Linked DNA regions of Zea mays: region 1 is linked to region 2. The links are chromatin contacts, called in public Hi-C maps. All regions are on one chromosome and are shown on one strand. Each heading gives the region's core, a stretch centred on a gene start, on an enhancer-like site or on the middle of the called end of the contact. The rest is flanking DNA. Distances are from core to core; before and after follow the strand shown. Region 1 holds the start of LOC542473 (Triose phosphate/phosphate translocator TPT chloroplastic). Region 2 holds the start of LOC100282125.

The links. A called contact is a pair of places that touch in the nucleus more often than the background predicts.
Region 1: a contact with region 2 is called in a Hi-C map of tassel, with 3 times the contacts expected there. The contact joins the promoter of LOC542473 here to the promoter of LOC100282125 in region 2. A contact is called at or near these places in 6 of 25 Hi-C or Micro-C datasets (bundle sheath, ear, leaf and 1 more).

Annotation. Positions count from the first base shown.
Region 1 is chr3:1,532,103-1,536,565 of Zm-B73-REFERENCE-NAM-5.0, forward strand. LOC542473 (Triose phosphate/phosphate translocator TPT chloroplastic) reads left to right here and starts at 2,801. Exons shown (of 12, transcript NM_001112027.2): 1 at 2,801-3,200; 2 at 3,602-3,670; 3 at 3,776-3,841; 4 at 3,932-4,010; 5 at 4,104-4,224; 6 at 4,315-4,410. The coding sequence starts at 2,926.
Region 2 is chr3:1,398,448-1,403,190 of Zm-B73-REFERENCE-NAM-5.0, forward strand. It overlaps LOC100282125, which reads left to right and starts at 1,969. Exons shown (of 7, transcript NM_001155038.2): 1 at 1,969-2,354; 2 at 3,396-3,524; 3 at 3,651-3,713; 4 at 3,812-3,859; 5 at 3,961-4,014; 6 at 4,097-4,160; 7 at 4,376-4,709. The coding sequence starts at 3,423. The coding sequence ends at 4,416. It overlaps LOC103649530 (glucan endo-1,3-beta-D-glucosidase-like), which reads left to right and starts at 776. Exons shown (of 2, transcript NM_001329109.1): 1 at 776-978; 2 at 1,096-1,661. The coding sequence starts at 915. The coding sequence ends at 1,382.

The sequences.
Region 1 (4,463 bases), core at 1,551-4,050, 130 kb after region 2:
ACCCATGACCGATCTGTGAAAGCGCTCGTGGAGATGCAAAACTGGAAAGCGTTGTTGTAAAAAGACCAGGTGAGTGCTCAGCGCGACTACTACTTCGTAAAAACAATGTACTTCCATGCAAACATTCTGATTACGAGTAACATTAAAAGGTAGCAAAATTCTTTCCGGTAGTAGTTACATTTCTTGTGACATTGGCAACCATTACTTTATATCCTATCATTCTTTTTTTCTTCGATGATGTTACAATGCAAGCGTCAGTTGTACAGGAAGGAGAAGAAGGTCTACTCAACGGCGATACTAGAGAGGAAAAGGTCAATGAACCGCCTTGTCGTCGACGAGGCCACCAACGACGATAACTCCGTCGTCGCACTGCACCCTGACAGAGGCTGCACTCTTCCGCGGCGATACTGTGCTCCTCAAGGTCTTATATTATATGGCTAATCTGAGCTTGTTGCAGCAGCTTTGGGATGTTGAGCTAATTTAGCATATTGTATTATCACGTGACCGATCTCTGTGTGTTCGATCTGAATTCCGTGTGAGTGTAGACCTGTTAGAAATAAATTTATCTTTTATCTCAAGTACTTGCTGAAGTGTTTAATGTTGTAATTTGTTGTATTGTTTGAGAAATTGAGTATGCTGAGGCGGTGAGGGTATTTGGGCTCCCTCTGCTTTGCTGCTGTAGTGTGTAGATTTTAGAAATTTACCAATTCACATTCGTACACCATTGATTCATTTGAAGGTAGTAGTAATCTAGATTTCTTTTATTGCTTGCTTCAGTAACATATTTTAATATACTTGGTTTGTTATGTTCAAATCTTCTCATACATTTGTTCTATATTTAAATGCAACCATTCTTTTTGTATGAATTAATTCATTGTTCATAGTTAGAACAGAGAATCAACACTATTTAGTAATGCATGATTAACTCATTGTTCATAGTTAGAACAGGGAAGCAACACTATTTAGTATTATTCAAATTTGTCTTCATTGTTCTGCTAGATGAAGATGATGTGCTGCATACAAAATTCTTTTTTTGTGATCCCTATCGTGATAATTTGGATTTGATGGTTGTACTTGTAACTCAAGTGTGTTCAAGGGACTAAACAATTGGATATGGGTTGGCCTATCTTTTTTAAAGTCTCTTTATGGCTACTGTTTGTCCACCAGTGCCAGGATGTGAAATATGGGAAGCGTGTGCACATTCTTCCAATTGATGATACAGTTGAAGGCATTACAGGGAACCTATTTGATGCCTTCTTGAAACGTAAGTTTCTGATCTTGTGAATTTCTTAGTTGATCTAGGTTTTTTTGGGCATCAGCATGACTCCATGGCACTTATTTCTCATGTTACTTCAACTGAAGTAGCTCCCTTTTCTTTTGTTGTCAATGGTTTACTGAGTTCTGATCAAGGAGGAGTCTGCCATTTATACTACCTAATTAATATGCTTGTATATTGTTTCTGCCATTTCATGTAGACCTTGCAGCTGTTTTGTCATAATAACACCCTTTATGAAACTGTGCAACATACTTCCTAGAAGCATACAGGTCCGTGAGGAAAGGAGACCTTTTAATGAGAAGCGTGGAATTCAAAGTGAGAAAGTGATAGAGACTGACCCTTCTGAATATTGAATCGTTGCCCCAGATACTGAAATATTTTGTGATGGGGAGCCTATTAAGAGAGAGGATGAGGAGCGTCTTGATGAAGTTGGTTATTATGATGTTGGAGTTAGAAAGCAAATGGCCCAAATCAGAGAGCTTGTTGAGCTTCCACTACGCCATCCTCAACTTTTCAAATCTATTGGTGTGAAGCCACCAAAGGGCATATTGCTATATAGGCCACCTAGTTCTGGAAAAACTCTTATTGCTCGTGCTGTTGCAGACGATACTGGAGCCTTTTTCTTTCTAATCAATGGTCCAGAGATCACAAAATTTATATGTATAGATAGGATCACCAATGGATTACAAATTTTTTTCTCATAACAATATAACACATTATATATAAGTTATCATGATATTATATGTTTCCGTTGCAACGCACGGGCACTAACCTAGTAATCGATGAATAACGGTACCAAAAAAAAAAGGCTAGCTAGCTAGACGTGGGAGTGAAAATGTATATGGGCAGGCGAGGTAGCTGGGCCGTCAGTCTCCTGCATGGAGTAAGGAAGGAACAGCTGCAACGTGCGCTGGCCTGGTATGAACTGAAATAGTCACTCAGGACAGCTGACTGTTCTGGGCCGGGGCAGCCCAGGCGAGATATGAATTTCGATTTTCTTTTGTCCCTCCCAGAAAAAAAAACGTTTATGCAATGAATTCATGACCAGCCAACCGTCTCCTAACTATATTAACTCTTCCTACAAATATCTCTACTCATGTTGAGGTTATGTTTGATAGCAACCTAGTTTTTATTGTTTAAGCTAAGAGAAGCTAGCTTCTTGGTTTTTAAAAAACTATAAATCCAAAATCTATAAACTGAGACATAAACTGATATGTTTGGTATCATAAACCAGTTTTTTTAAAAAATTGGATGGTTACAAAATTCTCAATAAAATAATATTGATGGAGTTAGAAAAAAAATCACAAGCATCCATTCCAGTGTCTTATCTTAAGGAGAAATCCGGCACTGGGCAACGGACCACTGCTTTTGGTGTTTTGGGCTCCATTCCAAACCCGGTTAATCTGTCGACGGCGACGTCGGCTCCACCGCTGCCGTCCGCCCCGGCGCGCCGCTCTATCCGCCCCGCGCGCTTCTCCGCCAACCAAATCCCCGGCGCCTCCCTCCTCCAGTCCCGTCCCACCCACAAACCCTTCTTATCCTATCGTCGCGCGCGCCTGCCTCTCCCACACACTCCACAGCGCCCGCGCAGGCTCGCTGCAAGCGCAAAGCAGCCACAGCACCCCCTGCACCTGCAGACTGCAACCGCAATGTCGGCTCTCGGGACGCTCTCCGGCGGCGCTGCCGGTGTCTCCGGCCTCCTCCGCCTCCGCCGCCGGGCCGCCCCAGCCCCCGCGATCGCGGCGCCGTCGCACCTCCCCGCTGGGACCGTCAAGTGCGCGGCCGCCGTGCCCGATGCCGCCCCGATCGTCTGGGGCCGTCAGCTCCGCCCGGCGCTCCTCCTACCCGCGGCGCTGCTCCCTTCGTTGCAGCCCGCCAGGAGGCACACGCTGCAGCCGCCCGCCGCAGCCGCCGAGTCCGCAGGGTCAGTTAGTTACTACTATGTTACCTGCACTACCACTACGAGTATAGGTTTTCTAATAATCAATTATATATATTAGTTTTTGTTAGACCATGATTAGCTCATGTTTAGGCCTTCTATTTGCATTGCATGCATGGACTCAAGTTTCTATTTTAGTCATTCAAAAAAGATGATCCTTCTCTATACCACCACCCACACGGCGACTGAAGAAACAGCTAGCGCTATCTGCACTCTAGTAGCGGCCCTTCCAAATCGTAGGACGCTGGTCCCGCTCACCAATCGCTCGCGTCCCAGCTGTACTGTGAATGTGATGTGCTGCTTGCTTGCAGCTAATCACAAGTCGCTACATGCTTTTGCTGACTGCTACTGACTTCCTATTTAATTAATTAAATTCGCGTCAGCAGGGAGGCCAAGTCTGTGGGTTTCCTGGAGAAGTACCCGGCCCTGGTCACCGGCTTCTTCTTCTTCATGTGGTACGTTGCACACTCGCACCACCTCTGCATCCCACGTTTTCAGCAGCTGCTCGGCTACTTTTTTTTTCCGTCACCGGTCTAAAGATTGGCAAGTGCCTTCTGCAGGTACTTCCTCAACGTCATATTCAACATCCTCAACAAGAAGATCTACAACTACTTCCCATACCCATAGTAAGTAGGCAGACCTTGATTCATTCACCAACAAGCATCCTGTGCTCTTATCGCTTACCAACAACATTTTGGGCCGCTTGCTTGTTGCAGCTTTGTGTCCTTGATCCATCTAGTAGTGGGTGTCGTATACTGCCTCATCAGCTGGAGTGTCGGTCTCCCCAAGCGAGCGGTAATTAATGCATCGTTTCTCTCTATATATCTAATGAAGGACAGACTAGCTAGTATTTCCTGCCTCATCTAGCAGTATTTCTTTGTTTTGTAGCCTATCAATGGCACGCTCCTCAAGCTTCTCTTTCCAGTCGCCCTGTGCCATGGTATTGGTCACATCACTAGCAATGTGTCCTTCGCTGCTGTTGCAGTCTCATTTGCTCACACTATCAAAGGTGCTTCTCTTCTTTTCTTTTCTTTCCTTCCCATTTATATTTCGATGTTCTTGTTGCCCCCTTTTTTTATGTTACATACTTGCGATGCAGCTCTGGAGCCCTTCTTCAGCGCAGCGGCTACTCAGTTTATCCTTGGACAGCAAGTTCCCTTCTCTCTGTGGCTTTCTCTTGCCCCTGTGGTCATTGGTAATTCTCAAATCGATCCTCTCATCCTAATGCTCTAGCTAAGTTGCAAGTTA
Region 2 (4,743 bases), core at 719-3,218:
ATATATATATATATATATATATATATATATATATATATATATATATATTCAATCTTTCCATGCAAAGTGGGGAAATTTAGTTTTGCAGGGCAAGGGGACAAATGTGGATGGGAATAAGAGCAAGAGCAAAGGGCAAAAGACAGATAGAAAAGGTGTATAGACAAGGAGGAGGAACAAAGCAAGCAAGGTATATGCATTCAACATCTTTTATGGGCAGCAGGTGGTAGGATCTACCTAATTGGTGGTTATGGAACACCACATGGGAAGAGTAATGTATGATTCGGTAATCATCATGACTTTTTGTTTGGTTTTGGTATGGAGCATGTAGAGCCATGAGTAAATACAGAGGATCTCTTATGGGTACTAAAGAGAACAGATATGGTCTCTGCTGGGCATAAAAAGATAGGGAAGTAAACTCACGTTTGGAAGAATCGTGAGCAGGAGGAGAAGTGTCTTTTATCCCCCATTGCATAACACCTGTTTTGCCCTTTTGACTAGCATACATGGGAATGAGGACACTTAAGCTTTGTGATGAGGTGAGGTGAGAAATGGGAGTTGAGAGACAGACTTGAGAGGGAGAGATGCAAAGAGCAGAACAAAATGGGCAGCAATATTGGCTATGGAACTGAAGCACGAGCACATGGTAGGTTGCCTTGGGTTGAAGCCAGAGAGTCTGTGTGGTGCACATGAGTGTGGCATGACCGTCCAGCAAGCAATGCAAAGCAACGCAGAGTGTCACCTATTTAAGTCCAGTCCCCACCCAAGGTCCATTCCAGTGAGTGTTGTTCCCTTCCCTTTATAAACCAGAGAACCTGCAGTGCAGTGCAGGCAGAGTACTCCGTCTGATCTCGGTGATCTGTCTCCACGACAAGGAGTGCACTGTCAGCTCTAGCTTGCTGCAGAACAAGGGCAAGATGGCAAGAGGTGGTCGGCTACTGATCCTCTCCCTGGGGCTTGTGCTCCTCTACTTCGTCTCAGGTATACCTTTTTCCTATGCTCTTCTCCTTGTTCCATTTCATTCTTAAGATTGCCGTGCTGTGTGTCAACTGTTGTTGATTGGAACAAGAAGAAGAAGGAATGAAAGCTGTTTTGTAGGAAGTGTTGCTGCTGCTGCTGCACAGAAAACGTGGTGCGTTGCCAAGCCGTCGGCGTCCAACGATATCCTGTCTCTGAACCTCAACTACGCGTGCTCCCAGGTGAGCTGCGGCGTGATCCAGAAGGGCGGGCCGTGCTACTACCCGGACAACCTGGTGTCGCGCGCCGCCGTCGCCATGAACCTCTACTATGCCGCCAATGGCAGGCACCCCTGGAACTGCTACTTCAACAACTCGGCGCTCGTGGTGCAGTCCGATCCCAGCTATGGATCCTGCACCTACTACTGATGTCTGTCTGATGCTCTTTTGTAGCAGAGATCGGTCGATGAAAGGAAATATAATCCCTGTGTATGCTGTGCTGTGTTGTGTCTAGAGATGACAATAGGGACCTGATTCCCCCGTGGGGAATTTCCTATTGCTATCCCTAGTTGCGTCCTAGTAGAAGTGTCTCTTGTTCCATCCAGTTGATATGCATGATAACATTTGGAGATGCATGCATGTGATTTTGTATTCGAGGATATGGTGTGATCGCAAATGAACAAAGTGATGCAAGGCAGCAATCATTCATAAATTTGTCATTCTCAGATTAATCATGAGCAAATAAAGCCGAGTAAGTGTCTCTGAGTGCCAAGCCAACAATATCCACAGCGATGCCGCACGCTGTTTTGTATGGTAAATTACATTTCTTTTTCTTATAGTTTAAAATAAGAGATGGAATTAAATTCTCTCTATTTTTCTATTTATTGTGGTTTAATTTAAAAATAAGCTAACAATCGATAAATTTGATAAGTTAGATGTGTACTATTTTGGGACGGTAGTAGACTGAAACCGTGTGGGTCCCTTTATATTAGTTGGAGAAGAAGCATACGCATGTGCAACCGATGCCAGCCATGTGCAGTGCCGAGCGGAGACAAGACAGAAGAGAGGAGAGGGCCGGCCGAACGGAACCGGAGGTAGGGTAGGCGGGCCCCACCCCCACACGCTCTACGCTCTGCTCTGCTCCTGCGTGCGTGGTCTCTTTCCTCCCCTCTTCATCCAGATCCGGACCCGACCGCCGATCCATCCAAATCACCCTTCCCCTTCCCCTTCTCTTCCACCACCACCACCACCAGGCCGCCGCCTCGTCGTCCTCAATTCTCCTTTCGAATTTAGAATCCCCGTGCTGAGAGTTGAGTGCCGCCTTGGTTGCTCCGTACTGGACTCGATTCCTCATCGCAGCAGAAGCATCCCGTCCCCTCCGCTTCTCCTTGCTCTGCTCTGGTAAGCAACCACCCTACCTCTGCTTGCTGCTTGCTTTGCTTCCATTAGTGTTAGTGTATGACCAAGCCCTTTTCACATCTCCGATTTCAATCATGCGAATGGATGGATGGATTGCTCTGCTCCTTGGCTTGGAGTCCACGCTATGGGAGTATACAGAGAACCAACGATTTCGCTGTGGACACCCAAACCCAACCGCAATTGGATGGGTCCCCTTGTTTAATTTAACCTATGTAGGCATGCGTGCACATCCATATGGATCGGATTGGATCCCCTTGTTTTAGCTAACCAAACTCTTTCTGCCTCTCCCTTTTCCACATTCAGCAAAAACAGGCAACTTCACATGCATGTTCCAAGTCGAAGCCATGTCATACTGGCCGGTTTCCTTTACTACTTGTTACTCTGTTCCTTCTCTCGATCGTACTAACTGATGAGTGAACACAGTCACGGACCCAGGGCAGTCGAGAATATATATTGTGTATAATTTGGTACTACATATATCTAATTTTCGTCCGTTCGGTACATCATCGGAACATTATTAGAAAATAATCAAAATGTCTCATAATAGGATTGTAAGCTGCATAGATCTGTTTCTATGGATCTAAACACTCAAATGTAGTATGTTTTTAGACTAAATTTTAGGGTAGTCGGAGGCCTATCCATATACCCTTTGGGTCCGCCACTGGAGTGAACATCACACACACAGCTCCTTCAGACATCCATCACATGGCCATGGCTTTCTTAATGATGATAACCAATGCAGCACACAACCTGAGTCCTGAGGGTGGGGGGTAGACCAAATAAATCATACATGATCTGTTTCTTCACTACTCCCGGGAAAAAAGAAAAAGTCATCACACCAAAATTCAGAAACAGCAAGCAAAAACATTATCAGCTACTGCTACTGGTGATGGTGGAGTAATTTGTTCAGCACCTAAAGAACACGAACATATTAGTCTGCCTTTTTACCCATGATGATGCATGCCTTTTTACATCTGAACGCTGACATTGGCTTTTCTTGTTTCCCATCTGACTAATATACAGCTAACAAACAGACAAAAAAATAGCATCATGTCGGAGGTGAAGGACTCCAATGTGCCTGCTGCACTTGATGGAAATCCTCAACCTATGGACCAAACTGAAGACAATTCTATGCCCTCAGCACAGCAACAGGTTATTTTTCAGCACTAGTCCTGGAGATCATACAGTATTATTACGTACAGCCATTTCAATGGCACTCATCCAAATTGCTCTAATTAAGAGTGGCATGATAGATTGTAATAATGTTCCTGTGTGCAGGAAGAAGCAATCAAGAAGAAGTTTGGAGGACTAATGCCCAAAAAGCCCCCACTCATCTCAAAGGTTCCTTGCTCCAATTCCCTGTTCACCAAATCAAATCAGCCCTAAGGGTGGGAAGTGCTGTCTGTCACCAGTGTTAAAATTCTCTTCTGTAACTGTAGGATCATGAGCGGGCCTACTTTGATTCTGCTGACTGGGCTCTAGGGAAGGTATTCTTCTCTTTAATTTGTGTGGCCTCAGTACGTTTAATCTAGCGAGTTGAGGTTTGGAACTTGCATGCATGCATGACACTTTGATTGGTTATGTACAGCAAGGTGTTGCCAAACCAAAAGGACCGCTGGAGGCACTTAGGCCCAAGCTTCAGGTACCACTCTGCTAGTTATATGTGATGTACCCATGGTCTCTTATTTTATTTTGCTTTCTCTCTTTCTGGTTTATTGTTTCAGCCAACACGCCAACAACAGCAACAACGTGCAAGGCGCCCTATTTACACTTCGTCAGAAAACGAGGGTATGTACTTTTATTTGGCTTTTTGGTTATGGTCCTTGTGCACATGAAAAGCAGAGCTAAGCTTATGTAAGCGGTGGTTAGTTCTCTACTTCTTTGTATGTATGGTCCTCGGAGTTTGTTTGTTTGTTATATAAAAAATAAAGTCTTCCAATGTTAAAAAATAAAGAAAGAAAGAAAGGTTCTCTGTATCCTTTTTAACATAATAGTGACTGCAGACGGAGACGGGGCTGGTGCTGAGGATATGAACATCAATTGAAGTGGACTAGTGGAGTGGAATGCCTGCTCAGATTGGTTGATGAGCAAGTCGTCACTATATGTCAAGTGTTGTAGTTTGCTTTGCAATTATTGGAGGAATTAAATGATCGTCTGCTGGGTTCATGAGTCGAACATTTGATATATATGGCCTATTATTTACTAATATATATTTTTATTATCTGTGGATAAACATTTGATATGCATGAGGTGGCCGAGCTGTGAGTGACCGCTTGGTCAGGTTGCCGTGCTCAGTGGATTTTACAATCCAGAACACGAACAAGATGGCTTACATCATACACCAAACAAAACTCTGATGATCTTGTGGTTC